Regions from separate parts of the Mus musculus genome. Here region 1 is linked to region 2. Evidence: chromatin contacts called from public HiChIP or PLAC-seq data. All regions are on one chromosome and are shown on one strand. Each heading gives the region's core, a stretch centred on a gene start, on an enhancer-like site or on the middle of the called end of the contact. The rest is flanking DNA. Distances are from core to core; before and after follow the strand shown.

Evidence for each region. HiChIP or PLAC-seq counts read pairs in DNA pulled down with a chosen protein or histone mark.
Region 1: a contact with region 2 is called in an H3K27ac HiChIP or PLAC-seq map of CD8 T cells, with 20 times the contacts expected there. The contact joins the enhancer-like site here to the promoter of Gzmb in region 2. A contact is called at or near these places in 1 of 39 promoter capture datasets (macrophages), 1 of 15 datasets of contacts at CTCF or cohesin (CD8 T cells), 11 of 484 Hi-C or Micro-C datasets (CD4 T cells, CD8 T cells, CD8 central memory T cells and 3 more), 5 of 115 datasets of contacts at active chromatin or transcription factors (CD8 T cells, effector CD8 T cells, embryonic stem cells and 1 more) and 2 of 9 other capture datasets (adipose tissue and liver).

Annotation. Positions count from the first base shown.
Region 1 is chr14:56,305,054-56,312,329 of GRCm38.p6, reverse strand. No RefSeq gene overlaps it. Among named protein-coding and RNA genes, the nearest start is that of Gzmb, 46 kb to the right of the region's middle. Within about 2 kb of position 1,934, at least 6 of the 459 cell types and tissues checked have an H3K27ac peak or open chromatin away from gene starts, as enhancers often do. A contact at or near this core is called in CD8 T cells, where this site is marked.
Region 2 is chr14:56,258,215-56,265,346 of GRCm38.p6, reverse strand. It overlaps Gzmb (granzyme B), which reads left to right and starts at 3,013. Exons shown (of 5, transcript NM_013542.3): 1 at 3,013-3,252; 2 at 4,113-4,260; 3 at 4,633-4,768; 4 at 4,905-5,165; 5 at 5,785-6,511. The coding sequence starts at 3,198. The coding sequence ends at 5,928.

The DNA.
Region 1 (7,276 bases), core at 685-3,184, 48 kb before region 2:
CAGAGAGAGAAGAGGGGAGGAAGAGAAAGAAGGAGGAGGAGAAGGAAGAAAAGAAGAACTAGAAGAAGAAGAGGAGGAGGAGGAAGGAGGAAGAGGAGGAGAAGGAGAAGGAGAAGGAGAAGGAGAAGGAGAAGAAGAAGAAGAAGAAGAAGAAGAAGAAGAAGAAGAAGAAGAAGAAGAAGAAGAAAGAGAGGAAGAGGAGGAGGGGAAGGGGAGGGGAAGGGAAGGATGAAGGTGTGGAGAGACCATATGGATGGAACAGGAAGATTCACCATGAGGCTATAATAAGAGATCATCCATGAGGGCATACATGGACCAGAGCCAGGTCAAGACTCAGATGCAGTCACTAAACACAGACACTATTGTGGATGCCAAGAAGTGCATGCTGGCATGAGCCTGATATAGCTGTCTCCTGAGAGGCTCTGCCAGAGCCTGACATATACAGAGGCAGATGCTCTCAGCCAACCATTGAACTGAACACAGGGTCCCCAATGGAGGAGTTAGAAAAAGGACTGAAGGAGCTGAAGTGGTTTGCAACCCCATAAGGAAGAACAACAATATCAACCAACCAGAGTTCCTAGGGTCTAAACCACCAACCACGGAGTACTCCAGCCATATATGTAGCAGAGGATGGCCCTTGGTACCATGAAGGCTCGATGTCCCAGTGTAGGGGAATGTGAGGGCAGGGAGGCAGGAGTGGGTGAGTGGGTGGGGGGCACCCTCATAGAAGCAGGAGGAGGGAGCACGGGATAGAGACTTCTTGGGGAGGGGAAATCGGGAAAGGGGATAACATTTGAAATGTAAATAAATAAAATATCGAATTAAAAAAAAAGACCCACATGCAGACAAAGGACCATATGGCTGGTAAGTGGGCAGCATAGCTAGGTTAGAACATCTCCAAACCTGTCCAACTTAGTGCTCACAGCTTGCTAATAAAAATACCAGATCTCGGGGTCATTGATTTGGAAGTTAAAATGGGCTAGATCAAGCACAGAAATGCCCTGCAGTTATCTGAGAGCAAAGGGGGGTGAAGAAAATCGCCCAAGAATTACTTGTTCTAGAAGTAGCTTTATGTGCTGGGGATGTAACAGTTAATAAAGAGACACAAACTGTGTCTCTTTCCAGTAAGAGAAGATAGAAAACATAAGGGACAGCTAATCAAAGAGCCTCTCGCTTTCACAGCTGTGAAATCAGACAGACTGAAGCTATGATTATTTTCCATGTGTGCTTTCCCACTCAACAGAGCGAGGCGCTAAGATGGCAGACACAAAGACTAGAAACACAAGTCTGGCTACCCTACTTACCTATCCACAAGCCACACACAAGCCTCTTCTGACCCCTATTGCTGGGAGGATCCAGCCTCAGCCTCCGGCTCTCCAGCTTGTGATCTATCTTTAGCCTGGGAGCGCACTCACTTTCATAGGGCTTGATCCCGACCCTCTCCGCAGACCAAGCACCTACCCCAGTCAGGTCTTAGGTCTTAGCTCCAAAGCTCTGATCACAGTTGTGACTCCCAGCATGGCAGCATTATTTGATAAATGATCCTCTTATTGGGGGGGGGGGGATTTGATTAGTCATCATGTCATTTGAGGAGTCATTTAATCAGTGACAATTACTGTGGGAAGGGATATTAGGCAGTGGTCACCTCACTGGAAGCACGACTGACCTGTGATTGTCTCTCCCACTAGCTTAGAATTCAGAGCAAGGACCTCGTTGTCTCCCTTCACTAAGCCATGGCTGAGTCCTGAGCCCAGCAGGCCTGGCCGGTGAGGATGTTACTTGGCTTAGAAGAAAGGGAGGCGATGAGGTCTTGGATGACGACTCCTTGATCCTTTGGGTGTGGAAACATGGATGGTGATTTGTCTAAGTCTCTTCTCCGGGAGCTGTTTATAAGAATAGAAACGTTGAAACTGAAAGCACAGTCAAATTCTGAGTCACTGTAGCCGCTAATCTAGAGACTTGGGACTTGGGGAGGAGGACATTGCTACAAAGCGGGCAGGGCGGGGCAGGTCCTGATTCCATGATGATCTCTGAAGTTTCTCAAGACATTCTTTTCCTGGTCTGGCTTCTTCACTTTCAGGAAATCCTTTAAAACTGATTTTACTAAGAAGGTGTGAGACTTACTGAGGGCTTAGAATTTTGCTCTAAATCTTTGTGTCTTTGTGCTTCGGTCTGAAGGAACCTCTTTCTCCTAGTCTCACCCATCATGCTGGGCTTGAGATCCAATTCACTCCTGGTTCCTCAGGTCTCACTCCATGGTAGGTTTATTATTATTATTGTTGTTGTTATTATTATTATTATTTTATTTTTACTAGACAGGATTTCTCTGTGTAGCTCTGACTGTCTTGGTACTTGCTCTGTACACCAGACAGGCTGGCCTTGAACTCACAGAGATCCACCCACCTCTGCCTCCCAAGTGCTGGGATATAAATGTGTGCTACCATGTCCAGCAGTTAATTTAGTTTTGAATGCTGGAGATTGACTTTATGGCCCATTTCACATCTGCCCCATCCTTTGCACAGTTTTTCATCATCCTAGTGAATTTCTGGCCTAAACTGTGGGCAGGTTGCTTGTGGCATGTCTGTGCCATCATACTCTAGGCTCTGCCTAGGGCAGGGTAATGAAGGAGGCCCTGCCCATGAGGGAAGTTCTCAAAGAGCACAGAAGATACCAAGGATGGCGTTCCATGTGGCGGTCAGGTCACTCTGCCTGTCCACAGGAGACTCTGACATTGGAGGCCCTCAGTATGGCTCAGGAGGTCCAGTCTTGGATACCATCTATCTCTTTGCCATCCAAGAGTCCATCTCTAGCCAGAATGAGAAGTGGCAGCTTGGGCTTCCAGGAAGTGCATTATGGTGTTAGAGACTGGGTAGAAAGATAAGAAGAAGAGTAGAATATAGATATACTGTGCTGAACTTACACTCCAGGACCCTTCCCATAGCATATCTTATTCTGGAACTGGTGCACAAGCAATCTTTAGACAGATGAATGCAGACCATAGGACATAGCAAACAGTCCTTTAGAGAGAGGATGCTAGGGGCATTTGTTGATTTCTTCATCCTAGGTAACTTTATCATCCTTCATCCCAAAGGACCAAAGCAGAGCTCAGCTTCTGTGAGAATGTGGGTATTCCCCCCCCAAAGCACCCCAAACCAGCATAGACCCCAGGCTCAGATACACATTCCTTCCTGACATGGGAACATGGTCTTCTCCTTTTTGTAGAAGGCCTTAGCATCATTGGTGACTCAGGAATGTGCTAGCTAGCACTGTAGGTGGATTCGCTCCACTTTTCCCTTGAGCTGCTATTAGAAACCCAAAGGAGTGGGGATAGCTCTCACTCCAGGCCCCTAATCCTCCCAAACAGGTAAATCCTTTGCACTGCCAGCATCAGCATCAGTATCAGTAGAAGGACTCTCTTATGTCTGTTTGGAAGCTTCACCTGTCAAATAAAACTGATTGGCCTGTAGCTGAGGCAGGAAATAGGAGGTGGGAGTTCTGGTAGGAAGCAAGGAGTCTGGGACAGAGCCAAGAGAAGAACATGGAAGAGGACAGAAGTATAGGAGAGCTGAACAGAGCTAACCAGCCACATGACAGAATGCAGAATAGAATAATGGAGTGATTAGCATATGAGTTACAGGGAATAGAGAAGCTTATGGCCAAGGTATTTTAAAATATAATCTGAGTCTCAGAGTCTGGGAGCTTTGGGACAGGAGGAAAGCCCTGACCATTAGAGGCACCCATGTACTTTACAGGGCCCAGTGCCCGGGCAGTTCTCCACTTGAGCAACTTGCTTCTGTGGGCTTAGCTCTGATTTCTAACCACACACCAGAGAGGATGCTGGGCACCTCCTGGACAGGATAGATGTGAAACAAGGAGAGGTGACCTCCAAGAGTTCTCATTTCCTACTATCCTTTGCCATGCTATGTTCTCTGGGCATCAACACCACCACATCCCTCTCAGGAATGTATCTAGAGATTTCTTCAGGGACCATCGTCACTTCATGGAAACACAACATCTCCAGTTTTTTCCATGAGAGAGAAAGATAACGCTGGGAGTCTTATCACCTTTACTTCCATTCTCATTTCATTAAAACATTCTCACTGTGTTACACAGCACCAATGATATGGGCCCCTCTCAGGGAGCTCAGAACCTGTCAACCCAGATCTACAGGAAAAAACTCTTGTGAAGGGACGTGCTAGGCTGCAGGTGTTAAAAGGATGCCTACCCTGGAAGTGAGGCCACGAAGAGACTGAGCAGGGAGGAAATTTCAACGGAATCTTAAAAAATGAACAGGAGCTAGCTGAGTGGAGAGTAGGAGGAAAGATACCATAAACAAAGAGAACAGTATTTTACAAAAAGCCAGAGTTGTGAGAGAAAACAAGGAATGTTTATGTAGTTAGCTGTCCATCCCTCTGTCCATCCGTCCATCTATCCATCCATCCATCCATCCATCCATCCATCCATCCATCCACCCATCCATCCACCCATCCATCCATCCATCCATCCATCCATCCACCCATCCATTCTCTCACCCACCTGTTTATTCACTTACATCAATCACCATTCATTCACCCATTTCCATCCATTTATCCCTTTATATATTCATCTATCACCCAATCCATCCATCCATCCATCCATCCATCCATCCATCCATCCATCCACCTTCTCAACATTATTCCCACTACCCCCCATATGCCTACTTCCACTCTACCCATATATACATCCATCCTCCATCCATTTATTCCTTTATATATTTATCTATAATCCATCCATCTACTCACCCACCCATTCACTCACCTTCTTAAACATTAATCTATGTTCCCACCTACCCACCCATATGTCTACTCTCACTCTCTCACTCTCTACATCCTTCTTCATTCACCCACTCATAGATAAAGAAATACTTATTCAGGCTCTGGAGAGATTGTCTCAGCAGTTAAGAGCTCTGTTGCTGCTGAAGAGGATCTATGTTTATTCTCCAGTATAAATGTGGTGGCTCATTTCTGTCTATAAACCAATTCCAAGTAATTTGATGCCCTTTTATGAATTTCATGGACACAAGGCATGCACATGGTACATATACATGTTAGCAAAATACTCATATAACTGGAATAAAAGAAATTCCTTAATTTTTTTTTTTAAAGAAGAGATCCTTACTGAATACCCACCATTTTTAAAGACAATGTTCAGTTTTGGAACTCCATTAGTGAACTTTTTTGAGTTTGTAATCTATCAAGAAAGACAGATACATAAGGTGAAAGGTTATATGTGATAAATGGTGTCTGAGTACTTGTTGAAGTTGTTGTGGGAAGTAGTTTATGTTTGGCAGCAAGGGATATTTTGGGGAAAATAGGGAACAGGGGTAAGAGGTCACCCAGGGCCTAAGTGCTGTTTCTGGCATTGTGGGATCAGGAAGGGCTACTAGTACAAAAACGTCCTGGTAAATAGAATCCACATTTAGGGTGAGGGGCAGTGTGGTGGTTTAAATAGTTTTTGTCCCCATAGACATATGTTTGAATGCTTGACTCATAGGGAGTAGCACTATTAGGAGGTATGCCTTATTGGAGGAGGTGTGCCCTTGTTAGAAGTTTGTCACCAGAAGAGGTGGGACTTTGAGCCTTAAATGCTTAAGCTATGCCCAGTGTGTAACATATCTAGTCTCCTCTTAGCTACCTTTGGATCAAGATGTAGAACTCTCAGCTCCTCCAGCACCATTTCTACCTGCACACTGCCTTGTTTCCCACCATGATGATAATGTACTAAAACTCTGAAACTATAAGTCAGTCCCAATTAAATATTTGCCTTTATAAGAGTTGCTTGGGTCATGGTGTCCCTTCACAGCAATGGAAACCCTAAATAAGTCAGAAGTTGGTAGCAGGGACTGGGGTATTGCTGTGATAGGCCTGAACATGCTTTTACTTGGAGGAATGTGGATTTTTGGGACTTTGGATTAGGAAAGCAATGGAATGTTTTAAATGGGGCTTAGTGGGCCATCCTAACGGGAACAGGGAACACAGTGGTTCTGGAGGTGATGCAACTCTGGGAGCCTGGCTCAAGAAGTATCAGAGGAGAAGAATTTTAGTATATTGCCTAGAAATCATTCTTGTGATAGTTTAGTGAAGAAAGTGGCTGTTTTTTTTTTGCCCTTGTCTGAAGAGTCTGCCTGAGGCTAAAATGAAAAGACTTAGACTAATTGCATTGACAAAGGAAATCTCAAAACAGCTTCACATAGACTCTGTCCTATCATTCACTCTTAAGAGTGTTTTGATCAAATGTAGCAAGCTGAGAAAAGAAAGATAAAAATGTATGGTTCAAGGGCTAAAGGGGCACTAAGAAGTGGAGTGTAGCTAAGTCCTGTGTTCAAGATGAAAAGATTAAAGGAAGTGATGGTCTCAGGGCAAGATCCCACCCAGCTAAGCTTCAATCTTGTGAAAAGAATGATCCCCAAGGGGCATTGCACAAGGAATAGTTATATTATAGAAGGCATTGCTATGTCCTGGTTATTGTTTTCATTTGCACATGAAGAGATATGATTGAGTGTCAAGTTGACAAGGAATGGATTGTGATGGCTATTCTCGGTTGTTAACTTGACTATATCTGGAATGAACTACAATCTAGAAATGGAGTGCACACCTGAGATCCAGATCTTGAGATGGAAAGATGACAAGCCTTTAATCCAGACCTTGAGGCATAGTGGCCTTGCTTATAAAGATCTTATGAAAAGGAATTAAAGGAGAGCTCCAGGTATGGTGGTGCACACTTAATTCCAGAAAACAGAGGCAAGCAGATCTCTAAGTTCAAGGCCAGCTCATCTACAGAGCAAGTTCCAGGTGTTTTTCTTTTCTTTTCTTTTCTTTTCTTTTCTTTTCTTTTCTTTTCTTTTCTTTTCTTTTCTTTTCTCTTCTCTTCTCTTCTCTTCTCTTCTCTTCTCTTCTCTTCTCTTCTCTTCTCTCCTCTCCTCTCCTCTCCTCTCTTCTCTTCTTTTCTTTTTATATTTTTCTCCTCTCCTCTCCTCTCCTCTCCTCTCCTCTCCTCTCCTCTCCTCTCCTCTCTTTTCTTCTTTTTATATTTTTATTTTTCACAGACATGTGCCTGAGTTCACACATATACTTGCTGTCCTTGCCAGTGGGGGCAGATGAAGGATCCTACAGCCACAAAGAGAGAGGTTGAGGTGGGAGATGGGCCAAGATTTTCTCAGCAGCCCCACATCTAGCACAATGTTGGAAACACAGGGTTTCCCCCAGCACTGCACTGACTGGACAGTGTGAGGACCCTG
Region 2 (7,132 bases), core at 1,764-4,263:
CTGAGATTAAAAGAAAACCTTAAAGGCATTGAAGACCTATTCCAAAAACATTACAGAAGGAAATTTCCCAAATCTATGTAATGAAGTGGATATCTAAACACCAGATGCATTTAGAAACCCAGGGAAAAATGAACACAGAACATTCTCTCCACAACACATTTTAGATAAACGTGAACGCTACAAAACAAAGACAAAAAGCTGAAGGAGAAGAACAGGAACTCATTTACAAAGACAAACTCATATGATAACCTCAGACCCCTCGGCAGAAACTGTAAAGGCTAAGACAAAACAGAATGTGTATATTTCAAGCCATAAGAGTAAATAACTGTCAGTGAAGATTAGGATGTCCAGCAAAGTTACTTTTTAAAATTAATGGAGTAATAAATTCAAGATAAATACAAACTAAAGCAATTCATGACCACTAAGTCAACATTGCAGTGTATGCAAAATATTCAAGTACTGTGTTTACATAGTTTCTGCCCTACACTCTCCCTCCTACAACTCATCTCATGTCTATCTCACTCCCTCTCAAATTTATGGTTCTTCTTTAGTTATCACACACACACACACACACACACACACACACACACACACACACACACACACACACCTATGTAAATACAGCCTGAGAGTCCACTTAGTGTTGCTTGTGTGTACATGTGTTTAGGACTGAGTTGGATAACCTATCAGGAGGTTTATTCCCGTAGAAGATTGATTTTCCCTTACTTATTAGCCATTAATTCAGTGTAATTCTTTATCTAGGAGTGGGGTCTTGTGCCCCCATCCACTGGACACTGGAATGTCAATTGCTGTCATTGTGAAGGTATTGCTTAGGCAGACATGTTGTTTAGATTTCATTGATGCAGTATCCTTGCTATGTCTAGAAGACACCATTTTTTTTTTTTTTTTTAGCAGACACCCTAGTCCTCTGGTCCTTATGATTTTTTTGCTCCCTTTTCTGTGATATTTCTGGAACCTTATGTATACAAATTGTGTTGTGGATGTATCCACTGGGGGTGGGCTCTCCATAGTCTGTTGTTCTCTGCATTTTGACAGGTGTGTGGATGTCTGTAATGGTCTCCATCTGCTGAAAACAAGACTTCTTCGATCAGAAGTGAGTGCTATATATCTGTGATGCAAGGATAGCTATGTAGAACACAGTGATTGCACTGTTTTGGGAAAGTGTCAATTGTAGGTTCTCTACTGGGGTCCATGACCTCGCAGCCACAGGTTGTTGACTAGGTTCTAGTATCATGCGTGAATTCTCTCCCACTGAGTGGGCCATAAGTCTAATTAGAAAGCCATTAGCTACATCCAGGGTGTAGGTGCCATTATTATACTCTTGGGTATATGTTGCTGTGCTGGTCATTGTGGTGTTTTTACAGCTAGGTAGGACGGTTAATTGCCATTAGCTTTGGCACAGCACCCTGAGATATTATGAGAGCTATTACTCAAGGAGAGGCTCAAGGCCAGGTCCAGCTTGAGTCCTACATGTCCTGAGTCAAAAGTATGTGATGTGTTCAAAATTTTTAATTTTTTTCTGCTAGGACACTCATTGCATGAGGGAAGATTTTCTTCACTAAAATCTGATTATATTATTTTTCTCTTAGGAAAGATCAACTTAAAGCACCTTTGACTTTGTAAGACTTGTTTCATTCATTAACAATAATTGTCAATAAAACCAAGGTGATGAGAAGTTTTAAATTCTATGGTGGTGTGACTCCACAGTGTCTGTGACTTGATACATTGGTAAAGATGAGATTATTGAGAATGTACATAGTATGACTCAAAATCATTGTCTATTGTAATATAGGTGAGATGAAATGATGGACTTTTTGGATATGTTTTGGTGTGTCATGTAAGCAAGTCATTACTCTCTAACATTGAAATAAATTGATTCACTTTTGTATCATGAGGTGGTATTTTAATTCCAAGGTTTTATTTTATTTTATTATCACAGGCTGACTTGTAGTAAATAATGAATATCTATTGATATTGAATATAAATGGATTTGTTTATAGTAAATAAATATTTTTCCTTCTCTGGACACTAAGTAAGAATAGCTACATAGAATCCTCTAGATGCTAAGAGGAAGTGGGGAAGCAGCTGGGTCTGTAAAGTGTTTTCCATGCAAACAAGACGACCTGAATTCCATTCTCAGAGCCTATGTGATAAAGCTGGGTGTGCTGATAACACTTACAATCCAAGCTCTGAGATACAGAGAGAGACACCTGAGGTTCTCTGGCCAGCCAGCCAGTTTAACGTAATCACCAAGTTAATCGAGAGACCATGCCTCAAGGTAGACAGAATGTGAGAATGACTCCCAAGGTTCACCTCTGTCCCCCACCCCGTGCCACTTAAAGAACTACTGTGGAGTTTTAGCAGCCTGGCTTTTCTTATGTTGCACTATGACAGAAATTTAGTGAGCTGAATGTCCTTTGGGAAACCAGGCTCTTCCCATCCTTAGTTCACAGGTTTGCATCGGACAAATATCATCTTTCCCAAAGAAGTAGGAATGTCTAGGTGATTCAATAGTCAGTCAGTGATTCCACTTTCAGAGCCTGCAGTCATCTCTTATTTTTTGTCAGTAAAGGTCAGATGTGGGCTTTTCATAAGAATGGGTTTTGCCACGTGGAACATTTGGGGCTATGGTGCTAAATAGGCTGATGGGTGCTTGGTGGGCCTGTCTGTTACTGCCTTGTCCATCACTCTTCCATTGTTCTTCCCAGACTGTACGTTGCTAATGGATGCTCCTGATTACCCTCACTAGATGGTCATGCTTGGTCCTGGTACAAGAGATGAGCCCAAATGCACATCTGTCCTGATGGACTCAGCATCCAAAACACTGATGCTCCACCACTGGGAGCTTGGGTTTCTGGGACTCTGATACCATAGGCTACAAACCCCACCCTATGCCCTTGTGGTCTTGCCCTGGGCTGTAAGTGGTGGTTCTCTGAGTCATTCGCTGTGGGTTCTGCTGTGGTTACTTCATGATTCTCACACAAGTACTCAGAAGACGTCATCAGGCAGGGGCAGTAGGGCAGGAGTTTTCATAGAAAGCATGTGATGAAGCATCATAAAAGCAGAGAGGGGGTACAAGGTCACAGAGCCCCCTCTGCCTTCTTCCTCTCCTAGAGGTTAAAAGAGAGCAAGGACAACACTCTTGACGCTGGGACCTAGGCGGCCTTCCGGGGAAGATGAAGATCCTCCTGCTACTGCTGACCTTGTCTCTGGCCTCCAGGACAAAGGCAGGTGAGTAAGCAACACCTTCCTTTAGTGGTCTAACCCCGCTGTCACCAGTAGCAGGAGGGCAGAGGTCTTTCTCAGGAAGGGCCACTGAATGCTCTCCGCTCCCTGAGCCATTCCCTTATCATCTGCAAAGTGGATCTTCCTAGAAGTACATGATCAAGGGTAGGAACCTGCAAATCAGAAAACAATATGTTCTCCTGGAGCAGATAGAATGGGCCTGGTTTCTGCAACTATGATGATACAGGCTTTCCCCTCACCCCAAACTCAGTCATCAAAGAAGCCTAGGTGTTTATGACCCCCGAGTAGATGGAATTGCTGTCCTCAGAACAAGTGATTTTGCTTGTCCCTAGCTACTTGGTCTCTTCCTCTAACTCAGTGCTTCACAGGGCTCTAGTGGTTCCCCAGTGTTCAAGGATGAGCCACTGGGCACTCTGCTTTCTGGAAGGCCAGCACCTACATCTAGGAATGAAAGCCAGTGGGGAGGCCTGAAGAAATAAGATGCTGTGAAGTGTGAACTTTGGCCCCTAGAAAGCAGCAGTATTCCAGGCATCACAGGGCTGGGAGCAAGGGAGAGAAGGTCTTAGAAACTCTGGGACCAGAAGTCAGAAGACAGACAAGCTGAATCCTTAGGATTTCCTTGTCCAGAGAATTATGTTTGCCTCCAACTGTGTGGAAGGAAGATTGATAAGCCAAGACCTATATTTCTCTCCTTTTAAAGAAGGGGAAAATGAGGGCACTCCTCCCAACCTCCTTCCAACTCCAGGACTCCCTGGCTCCCAAATGCCTAGCAAGTCTGGAGCTACCAGACAAAACCCATCTGGTGATCTAGCAGGTGCCCACAAAATGATTGGCTTTCCCTTCAGGGGAGATCATCGGGGGACATGAAGTCAAGCCCCACTCTCGACCCTACATGGCCTTACTTTCGATCAAGGATCAGCAGCCTGAGGCGATATGTGGGGGCTTCCTTATTCGAGAGGACTTTGTGCTGACTGCTGCTCACTGTGAAGGAAGGTGAGGAGCAAAAAAACCAGTCCATACCTGCCTAGAAAGATTCCATGGAGGCTCCGCCTTCATCCTAAGGTGCTTGGGAGGAGAGAGGGTCTAGCAAGTCTCATGAGGGGGAAACAGACTGTCACCAGAGTCACTGATAAGGAGTCAAGCACATTTCAACCAGGGTTAGCATTGCAGTATGAGCTGAATAACTCAGTTTGCCTTCTTAGAGCTGATGGGCTCCTGAGCACCTCTAATGCAGCAACTGGTGCTTCAGATTATCCCTTTACTTCCCTCAGCTGGAGCCCCACCCTGCCGGCCCTGCCTGTCCTTCACACCTCCTGGGCAGCATCCTCTCTGACTCCACGTCTCTTACGTCTGCTCTCTTCACAGTATAATAAATGTCACTTTGGGGGCCCACAACATCAAAGAACAGGAGAAGACCCAGCAAGTCATCCCTATGGTAAAATGCATTCCCCACCCAGACTATAATCCTAAGACATTCTCCAATGACATCATGCTGCTAAAGGTGAGACCTGTCCCTGTCTTGGTCCACGGACTGCCCCTCTTGCTCTCATCCTCTCAATTTCCTCCCTTTCATCCTGGCCTTCATGGTGTTTCAGACCAGCAGGCCATGAGCTGGACTCTTGCTTCTTCCCCAACAGCTGAAGAGTAAGGCCAAGAGGACTAGAGCTGTGAGGCCCCTCAACCTGCCCAGGCGCAATGTCAATGTGAAGCCAGGAGATGTGTGCTATGTGGCTGGTTGGGGAAGGATGGCCCCAATGGGCAAATACTCAAACACGCTACAAGAGGTTGAGCTGACAGTACAGAAGGATCGGGAGTGTGAGTCCTACTTTAAAAATCGTTACAACAAAACCAATCAGATATGTGCGGGGGACCCAAAGACCAAACGTGCTTCCTTTCGGGTAAGTTGGGTTGCAGTCCCCTCTGGGCTAAGTGGGAGGGGAAAAGGAATCTGGGACCTAGAGACCCAAATATCAAGGGACTCCTTTACCCACTGGCTGTGATCTTTCTCCCTGGGAACAGCAGGTACTAGTAATGAACTGGGGCCCCCAGAGCTGACTAGGAGCCTCTGCTGAAGGTAGCTTGTACAAAAGGAGGTGTTGGCAACACAGTACCTGTCCCAGGCCCAGGCTGTAGAAAGCTGGGCTCCCTGGGTGTGTCATAACCACACCCATGTGTCTCCTCTGAGCAGACACACACTTTGTCAGTGGGCTTCCCCTCCATGCTCACACCTGGCCCACTCACTGTCCCCATGTCCTTAAACAACAGCCTAGAGACGAGGGTCCCACACACCTTCCTAGAGCGTGGATCACAGACCTGGGGAAAGGGCAGAGGCTGCCTCAGGAGGGAGGTGCAGCCCTAACCATGTCCACAGTCAGAGCTGGGAAGGCCGGGGGCCCCAGGACTGTCCTCTGACCTCCCATAAGCATAAATCATGCTTCTCTGGGAGGAGCCTTGACATGAGGAGGTTGGGACCAGGGTGAACAACAGCTCAGTGCCTTGTATCCACTCAATTCACAGGGGGATTCTGGAGGCCCGCTTGTGTGTAAAAAAGTGGCTGCAGGCATAGTTTCCTATGGATATAAGGATGGTTCACCTCCACGTGCTTTCACCAAAGTCTCGAGTTTCTTATCCTGGATAAAGAAAACAATGAAAAGCAGCTAACTACAGAAGCAACATGGATCCTGCTCTGATTACCCATCGTCCCTAGAGCTGAGTCCAGGATTGCTCTAGGACAGGTGGCAGGATCTGAATAAAGGACTGCAAAGACTGGCTTCATGTCCATTCACAAGGACCAGCTCTGTCCTTGGCAGGCCAATGGAACACCTCTTCTGCCACCATGCTGTGACAACCCAACTGACATCTTCCTATGGAAGTTTGCCCTCTCCACAAAAGAAGTAGAATGTTTGCATTGGAGCTGGGCATGCTCTGCTTCCCCTCAGTGCCCCGAGAATGTTATCTAATGCTAGTCATCATTAATAGCTCCCTACAGAACTTTCATACAGTTGCACCCAAGTTGCTGATGTGTTCTCTAGAATAGAGCAAGAAATAGTAAACAGAATTCCTTTTGCCTCTCTGTACTATTTTCCCCCAAATACCAAGATTTGTATGTTTTATAAAGCTAATTTCCTTATCAAATGACATCTTTTAATTTTTACATTAATGGCTTATTTTCAAGGTACAACCTGATTTTTTTATGGACAAAAATGATGTAAAATCAAATAAAACTAATTAATATATCCATTAATTTAAATACTTTTTATTTTTGAAGGGAAGTCATAAGTATGTTTGATAGAAATTTTGAAATGTACAAGGTACTATTAGTTAATAGTTATGCAGTAGGCTTCAAAAAGTGATTCATGCCCTCTAATTGAAATTCTGTAGTCTTTGATCAATATTTTCCATTTCTAATCTGCCCAGCCTCCAGTAACCACTATTCTCTCTACTTCTACAAATTTCCATTGTTTTAGATTTTAAACACAAGTAAGATCATGCATTTTTTTCTAGTATGCCTAGATTATTTGGCTTGGAATCATGTCTCAGTGTCAAGTCTATCATTGTAAAGAGTAGAATTTTATCATCTTAATGCCTGGATAATGAGATAAAGAGATGGCTCAACAGTTTATAGCACTTTAACAGAGGACTCAGGTTCAATGGCCAGAATACACATTATGTATGTCTCACAACCATCTTTACTCCAACCTCCAGGGCAACACACACACACACACACACACACACACACACACACACACACACACACCATGTACAAATATTTCCACACATACATAAATACAATTTTAAAATTTAATATCTTATGCATGTGCCACATTGTCTCTATGCTCCCATTCATTGATGAAGATGGGTCAAC